Regions from separate parts of the Sus scrofa genome. Here region 2 is linked to region 1. A link is a contact called in public HiChIP or PLAC-seq data. All regions are on one chromosome and are shown on one strand. The core of a region is the stretch at or near the end of the contact, and the rest is flanking DNA. Distances in the headings are between cores, read along the strand shown.

Region 1 (3,181 bases), core at 359-2,858:
GGGCCAGGCCTTACCTGCATAGCCACTTTTCTGACTCGTCACCAACCCTGCTCTTCAGGACTCAATGAGGCAAGCCTAGAGCTGTCATCAAATGTATGACCTGGCTCCCCCGCTCCCCGTTTGCTGTGCAACAGTGGGCACATTCCTGCATCCCTCTGCCGGTAAAGCTTATGAATAATAGTTTCAACTCATTCATGCATTCAATGCATGATTTTTTTTTTTTTTTTTTTTTGGCCGCACCCATGGCATGCTGTAGTTCCTGGGCCAGGGAGCCAACCTGCGCCACAGCTGCAACCGGAGCCAAAACAGTGACAACCCCGAATCCTTAACCCACTGAGCCGCCAGGAAACACCTCAATGCGTGTTGATTGAACACTTATGTGCCAGTTATTCTTTCAAGCCTTGAGGATACATCGATGAACCAAATAGATGAAATTCCTCGTCCTCACAGAGCTTACCTTCCAGTGGGGGCAAGAGACAAAAGACACGATGAAGAAAAGAAGTAATCAGTGGAGACAGGTGCTAAGGAGAAAAGTTCAGCCGAGACAGTGAGTGGGGAGCCTGTGTTGGGGGGATTCACTTAGCAAACACTGGTTCACTGAATTCTAACAAGAATGATTCAGATGGGAAGTCTTGAGATCCAAGGAGGCTAAGTGACTTGTCCTAGGGCAGTTTGGAAAGCAGCGAGGTCAGAATTTGAACCCTGGTCAAATCTCTGCTCTCTTTAAAACGTGACCCTGGACAGACTGCATGTGCCCCTAAATCAGTGCGGTAAATGTATTATTTCTGTAACAATTCATGTCACAGTAATAAAAGAAACAAACGAAAAGAGCTCTAAGTACATATTATGTTACAGCTTTTATTGAGGAATGCAATAAACATACATATCACTTTCCTGTATAATTTTAATGGTTTGTGGGGGAGAGTTGAGAAAAGCATCTCGGTTTGCTGAATAGTTGAGTTTAGGGGAAAAACTGACCCAAGCACATGCCTCTCAAACTCCCTGATGAGGTCACCTCGGTTCTGCAAGGTGAATCGAGGTCGCTTGCGAAGGCAACGGCTGAGCAGAACCGGATTCGCCAGATTCCCTTTAACCCTCCAGGAGACAGGGAGGCTCCCGAGCACACCACGGGTCAGTTCCCCGGAAGGCCGCCAGGGGGCGACAGAAGGAAACGGACCCAGGTGAGCTCGTGACGTGCCCCGGGGCCTGGAAACTGCGGGGTGCATGAAATGATCTCAGAATGAATGCAGGAGATAGCACGGGGTTCGGGCTTTGCCACTTGTGTGACCTCAAACGATCCGGTTCATTGGTTTGTTGTGAGGAGTAAATAGAAAAATGTGTAAAAGTTCTCAAAGGAGTTCCCTGGTGGCTTAGCCGGCTAAGGATCCCCTGTTGTCACTGCTGTGGCGCAGGTTCAATACCTAGCCTGGGAATTTCCACATGCTTTGGACGCAGCCAAGGGGGAAAAAAAAAGTGCTTAAAACGATGCTTGGACAACTGTAAACACTCAATAAACTTTAACGGCCCAAGTAAGTCGTTGCCCTTTTAAGGCCCCGCCATGTTTACATCTAAGCGGAAATACCCGCTCAGGATTCCGGAAGTGACCTAAGAGCCCCTCAAAAAGATGGCGGTGGAACGTTCGGCCGGAAGCGGTCACAAGCGTTTTCGTGACGCGAAACGAATTAGAGCGTCCCGCGGGGTTTCCATGGTGCAGCTCTCAGCCCCGAGTCCTTCTGCTTCCTCTCCGGCCTGAGCGCTGTGGACGAGGAGGCCGGCAACCCGTTCCTCCCCCCGCAGTCGCCGCTTAGGGGAGGGGTTGGGCGAGCAAGTGACGCTCTAGGCGAGTAGTTCTCGTCTCTATGGTGCTGAATGCTCTCACGCTCCGCTCTCGCGCGTTGGGACGGACGTTGCCCCTTTAATCGGCCGAGGGCGGTGCCGAGGAGGTCCCGCGAGAGCGGCGGGGGGCGGGGGGCGGTGCCGAGGCTGGGGGCCCGTGGCGGATGGAGCCCGCGATGGAGCCGGAGACTCTGGAGGCGCGAATCAGTGAGTGTCCGGGAGGGGCGCGGGCCGGACCGGAACCGGAACCAGGGGCACTAGGCGGGCCCCTTCCCGACGGAGGCGGGGTACGGGGCGCCCCCTCCTCACGCCCCGCCCCCGGCCCGGGGAGGGACGGTGTCCCAAGCCGGTACCTCAGACTCTGGGTTGAATAGAGACCCCAGCAGGTGCGCGGACTGGCGACGCGAGCGGGCGCCGCCTACCCTTCCGATCCGAGGGCAGCGACCCCCAGGGAGGAGTGAGCTGCGCCCCTCTCTGTGCCCAGAACCTCCGGGATGGAGAAAGCAGCCTCCAACCCCCTCGGGCCCAGACTTCAACGCGGAACGGACGCCCTAGTCTTTCCAAGGAGCCCGGGATGGTAGCAAGCGAGCAGCCCCTGGGGCTGAACCTCAGACCCAAGAGGGAGGGATCCTGCTCCCCTGGAACCCCGAATCCTCCGCTTTCTGACGCTGCATGCGTGACTCGCTCCTATCCATTCCTTGAGCTTGCATCTCCGCTCAGATTTGCTCGTTCCCCCACCCAGGAAGGGAGGGTCCACTAACCCATGAGAGCCCCCGAGTTCTGGCCACATAGTGAGAAACCCCTAAACCCTACAGGTTTGAGTCCGGTCTCAGACTCCAGAAGTAATTTCAAGGTCTCTATCCCTGCCCTCAACCCAGCCCCTTGGCTTCTGCACCCTCACCAGACTCCTTTCCCAGCCCTCTCCTGGCTTCCTCCAAATGCCTCTGCATCCCCTCCTGTGTCTCTTCCTAATACCTGGCTTTCAGAGTATCAGCCGCTACACGGTCCACCTGACCTCCCTATCCCACACTACAGAAGCTTTTCAGCTCTCACAACCCCTCAAAGCATGGCTTGCTTCTCCCCGGGCTGGTGACAGCTCCCTCTCAAGTCTTTCTTCCTGTTGGGCCCACATCTGCCACAGGACCTCGGGGCAGCCTCTGCTCAGGTCTACCTTCAGTTCAGCCTCCTGGCCTCAGGCACACCAGGGAGCTGCCCAGGGTGTTGGGGGGCTATGATCAGCCCCTTTGAAGCCAGTCTTGTGCAGAGTTGAGTTCTGAGGTTGGTCCCAGAATCACACTGTCTCCAGCGGAGGGGGAGGGCCTGGAAAGGAAGCACTCAGCGGCCA
Region 2 (2,974 bases), core at 96-2,595, 540 kb before region 1:
CAGTTTCGGAAGCCACCATTGAGCACTGACACGGTGCGGTGGCCAAACACCCGGAACATCCACCACACCCGCGGCGCATAGAAGCTGCCCAGGTTATCACCATCATACACCACCACGTGCGTGTTGTTGCTGATGCCCAGGCGGCCCACGTAGTCAGCGAAGCCCGCCTCGGTGGGCAGCATCATCTCGTAGGGTGACTCTCTGTTCCGGCACTCCTCTATGTCAAAGAAGGACGCGCCGGGCACATGGCGCTCTAGGTATTCCTTGCGAGCATCGCGGGTGCCCGGCGAGTACCAGGAGGCGTCCAGCACTCGCAGGCTTGGCCCCAGCTTGCCAGTCCGGACAGACTCCGCCAGCCACTTGGTGGAGACCAGCGCCCGGTAGAGCACCTGCTGAACCATGGTTTCAGCTCTGCGTGTCACCTGGCGCGGGTGGGAATCAGGAAAGAGACCGGTATGAGGACCGTGGGAGCAGTGGGGTAGGGCCTGGGAGGATGAGCTTTGCCCCGCTGCACTCCCCCGGGGTGTCGTGTTTACAGCAAGCCGGCAGGGCTGCTGGCGTGCGGTGGGGTTAGGGTTGTAGGTTCCCTAAGGAAAGCCTGTTTCCGCGTCTCCTTGCGCCCCCTCCCGCGCAGAAAGAGGTGGGGCGAGAGCTTCTAAGGGAGGGTGTCTGGCCCTACAAGCTGCAATCCTCGCCCTCAAGATCTTGTTTGAAGGTGCCCAGGTTGACGGGAGAAGGCATCCTGGGCTTAAAGCCCCCTTCCTGGGACTGCAGGAGAGTGGCTGCATGGGGACGGTTCGCTGGAGCCCTGCACGCACCCGCGCCTCGCGTCTAGCAAACCTTCCTGCGGCCTCTCAGCAACATGGGCTCGCCCGCCTCCCGAACGCCCCAGTCCAGCCCGGCCCGGTGCCCTCTGCCCCGGTTGGGGCCAGGGTGCTTGGGGCAGACCGCCCCACTCTCCCCACCGGGACCCTCCCCTGGGTGGCAGGTGGTCCGGCCGGCGGCCCAACTCCGGGCGGCCCGGGCGTCTGCTGCCGCCCCACCCCGCCGCACTCACTCGCCCTCGCCGCCGCCCTGGCGCTCGCCCCTGCCCGCTGGAGAAGTTGGCAGGTTCAAACCCGGAGCCCTCAACTCCCCGGCCGGCCCACTCCATTGCGCCTCCACGCAGGGGGGATCGTGCGCCCCTCGCCCAGCTCCGCGCTCCCGCCGCGGCGCCGCGTCCGTCCCCCGGCCACCCGCCCGGCTCGCAGCGCCTCTTAGATGCTCCAGGATCCGCCGCGGGCGGTGGGCGGCGCGGAAGGGGCGTGGGGCAGGGCTCGGCGGCTCGGGCCTCCCCCGCTCCCGCCTGGCCAGTGGAAGGCGCCGGCAGCCCGGGCTCCGAGTGGCCGCAGCAGTGGGCTGTGCCGTTGTCTCCTCCCTTTGGCCGGCAGCAGGTTGGTGACGGGAGGAGGGGACAGCTGCGGGCGCGGGGAGGGGGCGCTCTGCGCCGGGCAATGGCCGAGCCCGGAAGCCAGGATCCCGAGATTCGGGTGACTGCGGGGGCGGCGTGGCGCTTGCCTTTCTTTAGAGGGAGCTCGATCGTCCGGATGCTCAGCCTGGGACGTCCCCCCGCCGCCCCGGGGCCAGAGCAGAGCTGGGGGCTGCAGCCTAGCAGGGAAGGCGCGGCCCTGGCTTCACCCTCAGGATGGCTGTCCGCAGCAGCTGGGGGAGGCCGGCAGAATGGGGTCGGGCTGAGTGGCCGCGGGAGGGGGACCTGTGGAGGATGGTGTCACCTGGTGCCACCAGAGAGGGTAGGAGGGAGGGAGTAGGGCTCATAAAGCCGGAGAAGCCTGGGAGAGGAGGCCAGCTGACCCAGAGGCTCCGGGGAGGACAAACTGGCAAAGAACTTGCTGGAGCGAAAGGAAACTAACATTTGTCAAGGCCTGCTTGGTGAGGAACTCCGCAGGGTGCTCCTCCCCCGGGTGTCACTTCCCACAACAACCCTGCGGGTGTCACTTCCCACAACAGCCCTGCGGAGTAGGTCAGAAACTTAATTTAAACACCAAAGAGAGAGAACCAGCGGGTTGCCCAGGGGCACACGAGGTGAGGCGGAGACCAGGCTATCGTTAATCTTGGATCTTAAGCTCAGGAGGCTAGGGCTGCTTTTTTTTTTTTTTTTTTTTTTTTTTTTTTGTCTTTTTGCCATTTCTTGGGGCGCTCCCGTGGCATATGGAGGTTCTCAGGCTAGGGGTCCAATCGAAGCTATAGCCACCGGTCTACGCCAGAGCCACAGCAACGCCAGATCTTTAACCCACTGAGCGAGGCCAGGGATCGAACCCGCAACCTCATGGTTTCTAGTCGGATTCGTTAACCACAGAGCCACGACGGAACTCCTAGGGCTGCTTTTGTGTATCTTGCTCATCCCGGAAGCCTTATGCTTAAAACAAACAAACAAACAAACAAACAGAACACAAAAAAACAAAAAACCTGCATTTGTATTCAATCTTTACGTAAATTAATGTTTTTAGCATGGGTGTGTTAACTGCTGGAACACCACTGCCCCTGACTTTTTTTCTTTCTTTCTTTTTCTTTTTTTTTTTTTTGGTTTCTTAGCCAAAAAGCAGCATATGGAAGTTCCCAGGCTAGGGGTCTAATTGGAGCTGTGATTTGACCTATGCCACAGCCACAGCAACTCAAGATCCGAGCAGAAGCTGCGACCTACACCACAGCGCATGGCAATGCCAGATCCTTAACCCGCTGATCAAGGCCAGGGGTGGAACCTGCAGCCTCAAGGATACTTGTCAGGTTCCTTAAGGCTGAGCCACAAAGGGAATTCCTGCCCCTGACTTTTGCATATGCTGTTACATGTGCCTGGAATACTTTTCTCATCTCCCTTTTATTTTCTTTCTTTTTTTTTTTCAGCCTTCTGGTGGCATATGAAGTTCCCCTGGCCAGGGATCAGATCCAAGCCACAGTTGCAACCTAAGCTGCAGCT

The links. HiChIP or PLAC-seq counts read pairs in DNA pulled down with a chosen protein or histone mark.
Region 2: a contact with region 1 is called in an H3K27ac HiChIP or PLAC-seq map of alveolar macrophages. The contact joins the promoter of MPST here to the promoter of GGA1 in region 1.

Annotation. Positions count from the first base shown.
Region 1 is chr5:10,212,257-10,215,437 of Sscrofa11.1, reverse strand. GGA1 (ADP-ribosylation factor-binding protein GGA1) reads left to right here and starts at 1,608. Exons shown (of 19, transcript XM_021091505.1): 1 at 1,608-2,043. The coding sequence starts at 2,001.
Region 2 is chr5:10,748,197-10,751,170 of Sscrofa11.1, reverse strand. MPST (3-mercaptopyruvate sulfurtransferase) reads left to right here and starts at 1,345. Exons shown (of 3, transcript XM_021091532.1): 1 at 1,345-1,433; 2 at 2,902-2,974. TST (thiosulfate sulfurtransferase) reads right to left here and starts at 1,907. Exons shown (of 3, transcript XM_005663810.2): 1 at 1,558-1,907; 2 at 1-422. The coding sequence starts at 401. It overlaps MIR9819 (microRNA 9819), which reads left to right and starts at 1,561; the gene lies at 1,561-1,658.